Regions from separate parts of the Canis lupus genome. Here regions 1 and 2 are each linked to region 3. A link is a contact called in public Hi-C data. All regions are on one chromosome and are shown on one strand. The core of a region is the stretch at or near the end of the contact, and the rest is flanking DNA. Distances in the headings are between cores, read along the strand shown.

Evidence for each region. Hi-C and Micro-C count contacts between places; a contact is called where the count stands out from the background.
Region 1: a contact with region 3 is called in a Hi-C map of blood, with 2.5 times the contacts expected there. The contact joins the promoter of ZNF484 here to the promoter of MFSD14B in region 3. A contact is called at or near these places in 2 of 9 Hi-C or Micro-C datasets (both in blood).
Region 2: a Hi-C map of blood shows a contact between it and region 3, with 2.9 times the contacts expected there. The contact joins the promoter of IARS1 here to the promoter of MFSD14B in region 3. A contact is called at or near these places in 2 of 9 Hi-C or Micro-C datasets (both in blood).

The regions. Positions count from the first base shown.
Region 1 is chr1:99,849,996-99,854,192 of UU_Cfam_GSD_1.0, reverse strand. ZNF484 (zinc finger protein 484) reads right to left here and starts at 1,407. Exons shown (of 5, transcript XM_038527416.1): 1 at 1,166-1,407.
Region 2 is chr1:99,763,727-99,768,400 of UU_Cfam_GSD_1.0, reverse strand. It overlaps IARS1 (isoleucine--tRNA ligase, cytoplasmic), which reads right to left and starts at 1,472. Exons shown (of 33, transcript XM_038527397.1): 1 at 1,340-1,472. It overlaps NOL8 (nucleolar protein 8), which reads right to left. Exons shown (of 17, transcript XM_038527398.1): 16 at 3,682-3,761; 17 at 3,074-3,252. The coding sequence ends at 3,202.
Region 3 is chr1:99,994,251-99,998,712 of UU_Cfam_GSD_1.0, reverse strand. MFSD14B (hippocampus abundant transcript-like protein 1) reads left to right here and starts at 1,319. Exons shown (of 13, transcript XR_005354392.1): 1 at 1,319-1,470.

The DNA.
Region 1 (4,197 bases), core at 158-2,657, 140 kb after region 3:
TAAGCCTCCCACTCTTGATTTTGGCTCAGGTCATGATCTCAGGGTTGTGGGAGAGGGAAGTCTGCCACCCCCTTCTCACACTCTCTCTCTCTAAATCTTCAAAAAAAACATAAAAAAACTATACACTTCATAAATTGATATAAAGGAAATTTTATACTCCTATAAGTATGCAGCATAAAACTGAAAAAATAAGGGGAAGAATGACAATTTACATCAAAAAGTGAAAAAATAAGAGAAAGTATCTTTTAAAAAGGGAGAGACTAAATTAGTATAAAAACAGTAGAGATGGGGCACATAGGTAGCTCAGTCATTTGGGTGTGCGGCTCCTGATTTCTGCCAGGGTCATGATCTCAGGGTCCTGGGATGGGGCCTCCCCTGGGACTCCTTAGAGTAGCGCGCCTGAAATTCTCTCCCTCTCCCTCTGCCCCTCCTACCCCTCTTGTGGACACCTGCTCTCTCTCTAAACAGATAAATCTTTAAGAAGAAAAAAGAAGTAGAGATTATAAAGACAACCATGGTCCTTTAAACTGGTCCATACTTTAAATGTACTTTTAAATGGTCCATAAAATAAAATTTGAGACGTTTAATAATAAAAAAAAGAAAGAAAAACATATTATGAGTAGCAAAGTAGCTCCTAATCTGGGTAACAGATCAAAATGAGGTAAATGAAAATTTATGCTTCATGGCAATAATTTTTAAATCTCTAGCAAAATATAGCACAAATAAATCATAAATATTCCTAAACCAAAAAGCCTAAAAAACAGAGGATATCAATTAATGTCTAACATCACTCATCCCTCAGACTCCCCACTATTCAGTCTCCACAGTTATCCACTCCCACTGACCCTACAAACCCCGCCCCGCCCCCGCCGACCGACCGACGGAGACCCCGGGGACGCGGGCCTGCCCCAGCCGACCGACCGACGGAGACCCCGGGGACCCGGGCCTGCCCCCGCCGACCAACCGACGGAGACCCCGAGGACCCCGACTCGCCCCCGCTGACGGAGACCCCATGGGCTCCATTATTTCATCCACTGCCGGCTCTCATCACTGACCCGATGCTAATCACAGACATCAGACACGTTTCTCCGCTCAGCTCCCGACGTTCCCACCGCTGTACTCACCTGCCCCTCACCCACGCTCTCTTAGGACCGTGGCCATTTACCTCAGGCAGTGACTAAACCTGGCCGACTTCCTTTCTCGCTCTCTCTCAGTCCCTGCGGGACTCCTTCAGCTGCCGCCTGGGTGTGCGCATGCTCCGCAGCTGCTGCTTGGCGGGAGGTCTCCCCACTCAACATGGCTCTCTGCTAAAATCGGCCCCCTCCAAATGGCTGACTCAGCCCAACATGGCGGCAATCGTCAGCCAGGCCTGCGGGCGGCCATGTTGAAGTGACGTGAGACTTCGTCGCTCAGAGCCGTCAGGCGGCTAGCGGCGGCCCGGCTCTGGCAGTAAGCCAGAAAACCGGAGCCTCTTCCTCAGAGCTGCCTAAGGCCTTTCTGCGTGCGCGTCTGCGCGCAGCACCATTTGAGCCAATCAGCAATTACAGAACACCCCAAAACAGTAGGGTACGCATTCTATTCAAGCACCTTTGGAGCGTTTATCGCGGTTTATTTTAACTTGGGCCATAAAACAAATCTTACAAAATTTAAGAACTGAAATCGTACAGGCTCTGTTCTCTGGACACAGTGGCATCAGTAGAAATTGGGAACTAAAAGACAACGGGAAGTTAACGCTTGTAAATTAACACAGTTCTAAGTAACCCATAGACCAAAAGAAGAAGTCTCAAGAATTTTAGAATACACTGAAATGAATGAAAATAAAAACGCAGTATCTCAAAATGTGTAGGTTGTAGCTAAGGCAGTGGTGAGAGGAAATTCTGTACCAGGGAAAATTGCAAAGGTTTACATTACATAGGAACAAAATTCTCGAATCAACTGCCTACACTCCCACCTCAATAAACTAAAAAAGGAAGAGCAATAAACCTGTAGTAAGAAGGAAGGAAATAATAAAAAGTAGAAACAAACAAAAAAAAAGTAGAAACAATGAAATTGAAAAACAGTAGAAAACAAGGTGGGCGGGGGTTGAGGGGGGGTGACTGGGTGACCCGCACTGAGGAGGGCCCTTGATGGGGGATGAGCGCTGGGTGTTATACATGTTGGGAAATCGAACTTCAATAAAAAACAAATGAAAAAAAAAGTTGAAATGAGTATGTAGAAGAGGTATGTGCCCTCCTGTTTTCATTTCAGCATTATTCACAACAGCCAAAAATAAACAACCAAAGTGTTCATCAACACACAAATGGATGAAGAAATGAGGTACATATACGCAGTGGAATATTTCGCCACAACAAAAGGAAATGCCATTTGCAACAATATGGCTGGGACTTATTTAAATCAGAGAAAGACAAGTAGTGTATGTTCTCACTTTTATTTGGAATCCAAGAAATGAAAAAACAAAAACGAACCTGAAATCAAAGATACAGAGAATAGATTGGTGGTTGCCAAAGGTTGGGAGAGGAGGGTGCTGAAGATTCTCAAAAGGTGCCTACTTCCATTTATAAATAAACCTGGAGCTAAAATGCACAGCATGGTGACTATAGTTAATAATACAGTAGTGCATATTTGAAAGTTACTAGGAGAATAGAACTTAGAAGTTCTCAATTGTAAAAAATAAAATAAAATTGTAACTCTGTGGTGATATGTTAGACTTATAATGGTGATTACTTTGCAATATATGCTATAGCAAATAATGTTATGCACTTGAAACTAGTTATATGTCCATTATATTTCAATTAAAAATGTAATGATGTGAGATAATGGATATGTTAACTAACCTTATTTTTGAAATGGTTTTATTTATGTTTAAGATATTATTCATTCATTCATGAGACACAGAGACATTGGCAGAGGGAGAAGCAGGCTCCATGCAGGGAGCCCAATGCAGGACTCTGGGATCACAGCTTGAGCCGAAGACAGACACTCAACCACTCAGCCACCCAGGCATCACGTGATGGCTTTATGATATATATGTGCACTAAATCATCACATTGTACATTTTAAACTTACACAACATTATATGTCAATTAGATCTCAGTAAAGCTGGAGGATGGATTCAAACTCAAAAACAGTTACTAAAAAATGATACAAATAGATTAAAAGTAATAGAGAAAGCTATAGCACACTAAATAACACTAAAAGAAAACTAGGACGCTTGGGTGGCTCAGTGATGGATCATCTGCCTTCCACCCAGGGCATGATCCCAGGGTCCTGGGATTGATTTCCACATCAGGCTCCCTGCATTACCTTTTGCTTTGCCAATGGATTTCAGGATGCTTTAGCAAGGACATGCAGTGAAAAAGGAAAACCAGCAGGCCTTGTCATCCTTGAGGAAGTGGGACAGAAAAGGAGCATTTAGAGAACATCTACTTGAGGAAGACCAAAATCTCCTAGGAAGCTATGGGACAGAACATCTTGTGACTTGATTTTGCAAACTGGAGATAATGAAACAAAGTTTATCTTTAAAAAATAAAGGATTACATTTGCAACTTTGCAGTATTTCTTGGAGATGACAATGATTAGGCTCTATCATCTAACAATGATTTCCTTGTTATGGAAAATCTTAAATACACATGTCACAAGCACACTACAAAGGCACACACACAGAGTCCACTTTATCCAGTCCTCAGGCAAGATTAACATAATTGTAAACTCAATGATATTTCACTACATGTTTAACTTGGCTCCTTACATGTCTCATCAAGCAAAGCACAAGATAAAGTCACACGACAAACAAGATAGAACAAAAGGTAGAAGGTTAATGAACCACATGTGAAGTCAGTCTGTGAGTGAGCAGTTGAAGGAAGGCCTCAGTCCAGTCTAGGTCAGCCCTCGGCACACACTGCTTACGTTCATGCAGTGGAGGATCTTTTCTGTTCTGAGATCAGTTCAGCAGAGCCTTCCGTGGCAGCTGCCTTTTAGATACGGTCAGATGTGAAAGAGTCAGCGTCTGGAAAGTTTGACAGTTTGCTGCAAAAATCTTATTTTTTTTTTAAGATTTATTTAAGCAACCTCTACATCCGTCATGGGCTCAAGCTCACAACACTGAAATCAAGAGTCTCATGCTCCACCAACTGAGACAGTCAGGCACTCCCAAATACCCCCCATTTATTTATTTATTTATTTATTTATTTATTTATT
Region 2 (4,674 bases), core at 223-2,722, 230 kb after region 3:
TCTAGCCTTTTCTCAGTGTAGTCATATCCTTTTAACATATACCCTGCAGATATACTTACACAAATGTATAAAATATGCACAAAGATGTTAACTGAAGCATTGTTCCTACAAATAAATATGTGAAAACAACTTAAATATCCATGAATAAGTAAAAGAAGAGACTTAAAACATAAATATGTAAATAACACCCATGTTTAAGTAATTTTGTATTTGAATTTAGAAGGCTACACCTACCAAACTACTATGGGAGTGGAGTACGGCATCAAAAAACGGGTCTTTACTTATTACCTCATACCACTCTTCTTCTTCTTCTTCTTTTTTGATATATATTCGCTTTATTACAAAACTTTTAAAATAAAGAGAAAAGTAAATACGGTATACCTGACATACCACCTTCCTAATGGAGCTCTGAAAGTATCATTTTCGTATTAAAAAAAACTCAGTCACTCCTCTCTCCCCAAAAATATTATGCACAGACTTTTCCTCCTGACTTTTCCTCTTACAAAACTCCAGCTCCAGGTACATCTGTCTCGGACGCGGCTGGGAAACAAAACCCCTTTCCTGATCTGCTCTCCTGCATCTGGACCTCTCTCCACGCACTCCAGCGCCACCTTGCTGAAATGTCGCTGAAAGGATGCTCGCTCCTCCTCAGAATAGCCCTCCCTGAGTCTGTTTCTCTTACACACTGTGGTCTGCTCCACACTCTCCAGGATCTCCAGCTGCAAGCCCGGTGCCCGCAGAAGCGCCTGCAGAAGCACGTGTACCGTCAGGGTTCAGTGTTTGTCTGAAGGAATCGCTGGGCCAGCGCCCTTATTTCCATCAGTGATACTGACTCTTGATTTCAGTTCACGTCATGATCTCGAGGTGGTGAGGTCAGGCTCCCCGCTTATGCGGAGCCGGCTTTAGACTCTCTTCATCTCCACCCCCGCGTCCCTTCCCCGGTCGTTGGGGCTCTCTCAAATAAATAAATCTTAAAAAACAAAATCAAATTCCAAAGCCAATGCTGGAAGGGTTGTGCCGGGAGGAGCCCGTGAAGTAGACTAGACTGAAAAGGGAGGAGTACCACCACGCGTTCCCGCAAGCCACTTCGCCCGGCCTCCCAACGTAGCAAACTACCACATCGGATTCTCGCAGCCAGCCGGCCCCCCCCCGGCAGGCGCGGCGGGGCGGCGGTGCTGAAGGGGCCCGCGGGCAGGGCAGGGGGAGTGACCTGGGGCGACCCCGCGGGCAGGGCACGGGGTTGGAGTACGTGGGGCGACGCCGCGGAGAGGGCCGGGTGACCTGGGGGCGTCCCCGCGGGCAGGGGTACCGAAGAGGACCGCGCGCAGGGCGTAGGTACCTGAAGGGCCCGGGTGCGGGCGCGCCAAGAAAGAACCGCGTGCACGCCGCGTCGGGCGTCCGGAGGTGATGCAACGCTCTGACAGCGCCCGGCAGGGAGGAGAGGCTGGTCTGCGCCGGCCAACCAGCGTGCGCCGCCCGCCACCCATCAACAAGCCGAATGCCGATTGGTTGTACGGGCCCCGGCCACGCCCACCCTGACGCGCGCGACGGTACGCTCTGGGAAGGCGGCCGTGCGCTCCAGCGGAACGGCAGTCTGTGGGCGGTGTCGGGCTCGGGGCTGGGGACTGTGCGTATTCAGGCATGGAAATCGGGCGGCTGTGCCGTGCAGCCCCGACCTGCGTGACCATTGAAGGGTTCAGGGTTGCGGGGCCACCTGCGACGGGCCACTGGTACTGCGGGGAGGGGGCACCTGCGGGCGGGTTACCGGCACAGCCCTCGAGGGGCCCCGCAGCCCTCCGGAGTCCCTGCGTCCTCCTGTACAGCCATGGTTCACGAGCCTCACGCACACAGTAACACAATAGAAGGGAAGGAAATGCTTCTTGTTGACCAGGTTTAGTTATCCCTGTCTTAACATTTCCTGTGATGAAAATATGTATTTGCTGCTTTATCGATCTGCTCGTTTAGTTTATTGTCAGTGCCATGGGTCTGCTGGCACTGGATCTGCTAGTTCAAAACCAAAGGGAAGCTGGAGCGGAAGGGCAGTGGGCTTCAGGCTTTGGCACCAGAGACTGAAGGAGAGGGGAGGCCTTACAAATGCAGAGCAATCCTGCAGCAGCTTCCTGCATCCCTGGGCGAGTTTGTGCAAGCATTTGTTCACAGTCCCACTCCAGGATGAGAGTTGGGGTCTCGTGGCCTTGCTCAAGGGGGAAACTCTAGTCAGGAACTCAGCTGGGCACCTACATCTACTAGTGTTTCTTCAGCTTATTAACCAGAAGGACTCCACTCTGTGTTGTTCATTTTTATCATCTGTCCAGCCATTCCAGATTAGAGCAGGAAAGAAGGCTCCTGGATAGATGCCTTGAGGAGAAAAGGTGGGGATGACAGTTCTGATAATTTGAAAGTTGGATTGAGAAACAACTTTATGGCACTGTTGAAAAGTGATAAGGCTAAATCCAGAAGTTGAGCGAGTGTGTGTGTGGGAGGGAGATTCTAGGAAAAAAGTTAAATGTGGTCAACATCCACAACTCAGATCAGAGTCGAATCTCAATTGTTAGAGTAGGAAGTCAATAGGTAATGGGGTACCTGGGTGATGGGCATTAAGGAGAGCACGTGATGTTATGAGTGCTGGCTGTTATATGCAAGTGTTGCTTGTCTGAAATGTCTTGCATTTCAGTTAGTTGTTCATCAGGACACAAGTACAGAACTCAGGCTGATTTGTATTCAACTTCTTTAAAAAAAAAAGGCAAAATGGAGGTAAAGTATATTCTATACAATCAGAAATAAGTATGTCAAGTAGTCTATAATTCACACAAAGCTGAACTGGCAAACAAAAGTGCTCTTACTCATACATTTAAAAAGACTATGTAAAACCTGCGTTAGAAGATACCCAGTAGTTAATGAGAAATTAACTAGATGATGATATATAGAGATATATATATATATATAGAGAGAGATGATATATAAAAAATATTTTGGGGGATTATCTTATGCTTTGTTGAAAAAAAATTCAGGTTATTTTTTGAAAAATTACTTAGGAAGAGATACAAAGGAAATCTACAGAAAAAGACAATGATATCCATCAAGCACATTTTAATACTCCTTCACTATGAATTCTTTCTCACTTAAAATTATTTTCTGCATCACCCAATTTCCATAGGCGAGGCTTCTTCACATTCATATCAAAACCAATGCTGACATTTATTATTTTGGTTTCACTCTCCTTTTGGCATCTTTATGTTTCTTCCGACAGTCCTATAAAAACATCAAGCCTTTGTTAAAAATAAATGTGAATCATTTTCAAGGTGTTCAGTAGCTATAAAAATAAAATTCAGGTTATTCAATGTTAGAATTATGTAAACCACTATGGGAGTGCTCACTTTGAACAGAGTATTCAAACTTTCTAAATGTCTGCCATGGAAACTGTATTTTAGTCTTCCAAAAATCTCGTGATTTACTGATACTTAAGTGTGGCTGGAGCTCGGGTCCCTAAGTTGGCTGTTCTGCAGGCTGCTAACCTGCACCAGGTGTGTCGTGACCTAAACAGTGCCCCTCTGTGCGCTGGAACTGAGCATTTAAGTCATGGTCTCAGGTACTACCCTTTGTGTCTGAAATATTACACCAGGCAAATACTAACAAAATAGCACATTTTAGGAGACAGTCAATACAGAGATAGTTACTCACCATTCGCAAGTTGTTTGTTCTAGTCTCCCAAGAATTCCTGCTAATATTACTTCCCACTCCTCTCCAGAATAAATCAGAACCTACAAGCAGGAGATTAATGCCTTTAAAATGGATGATACACTAGCGCTGGCATTATCAAGGGCTTCAATTCTAGTTAACACCATTTCCCCCCCTAATTTGTTAGTTTTAAGAATATATATCCATTTTTTTACAAAATGAAAATAGAGAGGGACACCAGGATGGCTCAGTGGTTGAGCATCTGCCTTCGGCTCAGGGCATGATTCTGGGGTCCTGGGATCAAGTCCCGCATCAGGCTCCCTATGGGGAGCCTGTTTCTCCCTCTGCCTATGTCTCTGCCTCTCTCATGAATAAAAAAATAAAATCAAAATGAAAAGAAGAACCAAAATGAAAATATAGAACTTCTAGGATTTTACTGTTTATGTATTACTATTATGTATCTTGGTTTCTGTTTGTGCTAGGCTTTAAGAAAAGAATTCACCAAGAGCCTGAACTTTCAGGGTCCTAAAAACAGTTTTGCAGGTCTGGAATCTAAGCAAGTTCCCATAACAAAGAAGCCCTTGTTGATGATAATTGATGGGGGAACAGAGGACTAGCTGAGGACAAAGCACAAGTCCCAGGCAGCACATAGACAAATCCTTGCAACAGGCAGAGGGACATTCCTCTATGGACTCAACTGTCTTGATGTTAATACTTTGCTGAGGGCAGAAGGCAATCTTAGCCCGACCCCCAGGATCCTGTTAGTATACTTTAACTATACTAACTACTTTAACTATAAAGGAGTATAAAAACTCCTTTATAAATTTCCTTTATCTCTAACCTCCCAAGATACATGTTGGTGATCGTCCCCCAAGCACATGGCCCACCCATATACATCTGAAAGGTCTCATGACTCAGGTTTTATTAGACGGAGGTAAGTGACCTCTTCCTAACAATAGCTATCCTGCCTCAAGGTCCTGGAAACCTGGCTTCCAA
Region 3 (4,462 bases), core at 70-2,569:
GGCTGTTACCAACAGCAAGTCCACTGGAGGAAACCAGAATATTGAGTATAATGGCTTTTCACCGGTGGGGCTGTTGAAGCTTGGGAGAGAACATTTCTCCCTCTTGCTGGAATAATGCTAAAGCAAAGCAGCATGGACTTGCAGGGTGTGTCTCTTCCCGTTGGGTTTACAGGTGCCGGGATGTGGTGGGGCATGAGACCTCCCCCTTCTGGCTTCCTTTTATTAACTCTCTCAGAAATAACACAAGTTGTAAATCAATAGTGGACTGATTGGACTTATTTCATTGTTAGTTAAATCCATCTGGGTCTCCCCAAGAAGGAGAAAGGCATAAGGTCTTCAGGGTTTCAAGGTATTCCTCTTCTTTCAAGGAGGACTGAATGCTCAACCATCTACCAGGACAAAGTATTCTAACCATATTTGTTCTCCAAACTGGTGCGGCAGCCCAGCCTGTTAGCTTTGTAGTTACCAAGTTACAAAGTAGGATGTATCGTTTCACAAAGTCTCACGACAGTGTAGCTTCCTCCTTCTGCACATCTTCACCTAGCCTCCAGCCACTATCCCTACTTCACACATGAAGTTCTGTGATTCTAGCTATCAGTTCATACTCGCCCTGCTGGAACCATGGGCCTGCATGTTCCCAATACCGCCCTTCCCGCGCACCCCACAGCCTGAGCTCTCCAGCAGCTTCGTTAGAGTTCGGAGAGGAACAGAACACGTTCGTTACAGTGCACGTAGCACTTTCCCGGTTCTGGATTCCAGACCGTGTCGGAACGTGTCCATTTCTGTACCTGGTGAGGACGCCAGGAATCATCCCAGAGGAGCCCTCATTACAAAAACCCCACGCATGTAGGACGGTTTGCCAGACTGGGCGGTGTCGCAGGAAACAGAGCGCGGCCGGCTTCCGTTGCGGCGGTCCTGGGGGATGACGTCCTTCCGCCGCGCGGCGAGGCCCGGAAGCCCCCGCGGCTCCAGAGACCCGGAGGCCCCTCCCGAGGTGGGCGGGGCGCTGCCTGAGCCCTTCGGCGCGGGCGGGGAGCTAAGGCGGGAGCTGAGGCGCGAGCTGAGGCGCGGGGCGGGGCTTCCTGAGCGTCCTGGGGCCGCTGACGCCGCTGGCAGCCACCACAATCGCAGTGGCTGCGGCGGGTACCTCCGGCGGCCTCTACAGCTGCGCTCGGATCCTCACCTCCTCAGCGGCTCCAGCTCCAGCCGCCCTTACAGCCCTCGGCGTCGCCGCTGGCGCCGCCGCCCGACCCGCAGGCCGCCGCGGGCCGCGGAGCCCATGAGGGCGCGGGCCCCGCCGCCGCGTCCGCGGCGTCGCCGTCGCCCCGGAGCGTCCCGAGCCGGCGCGGGCATGGCCGCGGCATGAGCGAGGACCCGCCGCCAGAGCCGGAGGACAAGACGGCGTCTGTGCCCCCGGCGGGAGCCATGCCGGAGAAGCGCCCGGGCGCGCAGGCCGCCGGCGGCATCTCGGTGAGCGCGAGCGCGGGTCCTGGCCGCGGCGCTCGGCCCGAGGCCCCAGACTAGGGGAGGCTGGGCGGGGTTGGGGTACCGGGCTGCAGGGCCGGGGCGCGGCCCGGGGCTGAAGTGCAGGGCCGGGGCCGGGGTGCGGGGCTGGGGCACGGGGCAGAGCTAAGGTGCAGGGCCGACGTGCGGGGCGGCGGCCGGGGCGGGGGTGCGGGGTCAGGGCTGAGGTACAGGGCTGGGGTGCGGGGCGGCAGCCGGGGCGGGGGTGCGGAGCCAGGCGCTGCGCCCCTCGGGGCTTGGGGAGACGTGCAGTGTCCGCGTCGGCTCCGGCTCTCGGAAAGCCGGTCCATTCCGGGCTCAGCCATTGGACTCCTTCAGTGCTGGACTTTCCTAGCGCCGCTCGTCTGCTGACGGAACTCGGTGGTGGTGGGGGTGGTTATCGTTTCAAAGAACGCTAGACACGGGGCTGAGTATAAGTAATTTAGTTCTTTCGGGAATTTGTAGACGTGCGACTGGCCGAGCCTAAATAGATGTGTGTGGGCCTTTGGGACCGTGGTCCGGCCCTCCGCCAGGGAAGTTGGCGATGCGGGCTGGGCAGCGCCTCGGCTCCCGCCTCCTGGACAGTGGGAGGGCGGATCTCGGAGCTATAGCCGCGGCTCTGGAGCCCTGGCTTCACGGGCCTGCGTTCGGGAGAACAGGCTTGGTTGGTGGCGCTGTGCTTTGCTGTGGTGAAGTAAGCCTAGAGAGCCAGTCACTTCTTAAAGACCTTTTTTTTTTTTTTTTTTTGTCTTGTTTATTTAGGACAGGAAATATAGCAACTAACCCCGAGAAAACTAGAAATTTTGAGAAAATTAAATGTATGCAGTTTCAGCAGACATACCTCTATTTGCTTTTAACCAATGCTGCATGATTATTGTTTGGTGATGGGAGTCCCCATTAGTAGAATTGGGGGTCGGCGGTGAAATCGAAGGAGCAGTAGGTAGAACGGAGCCAGAAGAGCTGGTTTCTACTCTTAGTTCTGTGGGAACCAGGCTGCACTATCAAGGTCCCGACACAACCCTGCTTCTCAGTGCCCGATCTTTCTGAGAGCTTAGCAATGTTGTAGGACCCTCCTTGCTCAAGTGAGGTCTTAGTTTTGAAAAAGCGTTAGGGGTTCCTCATTTCAAAGAAACATTTTGTAAAGAGAATTTTATTTGGAGGGGGGGAGGAAATTCCAGAGAATTGGTTTTTCTCGTTTTGTTTTTAATTATTTAAAAAGTAGATTTGTCATCTCCCCCCACCCCCCAAACTAAACCAAACTGCCAGGTCCTTCTATCCTTGAATTGACAGACCATAATTACCAACCAGAGGCCATGCTAGTAACATGAGAGGTAGCCTCCTTCATCTCTCTCTGTGCCCACAACATTGAGTGCATTACTAAGTCTAGCAGATTTTACCAGGCCGAGATTTTATGTTATTTTCTTCTCTGCATCCCTATGGTTCATTTCCTCAGCATTTTGACTTAGATTCTGACTTATCTCTTGGGGCCTTTACTTACATTATCATTGGCCTGTTGTCCATAATGTCAGCGTGACCTCACATGTAAATATGATAATTACTGCTGTCTTTAAATTTTTTCATTGGCTCCCTTTGGTTTATAGGATAAAAAAAAATAACCTGGCAGGTTGAAGCAGTATAGCAGAGTGATTAGGTGAGCATGCTTGGAATCCCATTTCCTGCCTTTTATTACCTGCATAACTTTGGGCAAATTATGTTACTTTTCCCAACTAATAATAGTATTTACCTCAGAGGATTGTAAGGGTTACTGTAATCTTGCATTGAGTAAGTTCTCAGTAAATATTAGCTGTTATTAGTTCTCAGTATTTTTGGCATGAATGATCAGAATATATAGGTGATCCCTGGCAGTCATTTACTAAAAATTAAAGTTGCTAATTTTATGTGTTTAGAGCTGGAACTTTTGAGGGATGTCTACTCAAGGAAACTTAGACTCTTTCCCTAATTCCTTCTCCTGATGCTAATCAGAGGTTAGGGGCACAGGTACATTTCTGTCCAGTTCCTAGTCTCTGAAGATGCACGGAGTCACTATTAATAAATGGTAATGAATACTGTCTTGAGTTTTCTTTTTCTTTTTCTTTTTATTTTATTTTATTTTATTTTATTTTATTTATTTTTTTAATTTTTATTTATTTATGATAGTCACACAGAGAGAGAGAGAGAGGCAGAGACACAGGCAGAGGGAGAAGCAGGCTCCATGCACCGGGAGCCCGACGTGGGATTCGATCCAGGGTCTCCCGGATCGCGCCCTGGGCCAAAGGCAGGCGCCAAACCGCTGCACCACCCAGGGATCCCTCTTTTTATTTTTTAAATATTATTTATTTATTCATGAGAGACAGAGACAGAGAGAGGCAGAGACACAGGCAGAGGGAGAAACAGGCTCCTCACAGGGAGACTCATGTTGGGGACTCGATCCCCGAATCAGGATCATGCCCAGAGCCAAAGGCAGGCGCCCAACCGCTGAGCCACCCAGGTGTCTCAGAGTTTTCTTGATGCTTGCTGTGCTTAGTGAAATGACTAGCATGGGCAGATGGCAGAGTTCAGACACTGGTGCTTTTGGGAATGTATGGTGGCTGGGAAAACAAATGAATGCCTTTAATCATGTAGGTTCATGTTGTATGCTGGTACCCCCAAATTATGCATCTTTCCTGCTTGCACTTTCTGTTTAGTATCACTTCTAGGAGCTATGTTCTCCAGCCTCCATGACTTGATTTCATTTAATGTATTGGAATTTCCTTACTGCTTGATTCTAGTGACACTCATGGTTTCAGGTTCTTAGATGCTAATACTTATGGGGAAGACTGCCCAGTGCACAGGGAACCTGCCGACAACTTATTTCAACCTTGTTTGTCAAAGAGATGTATTGACCTGAAGAGATTGGTGGAAAAATGTGTTGACTTGAGTAACAGAAGGGAATCAAGTATTTGCTCAAGAGATCATTGCC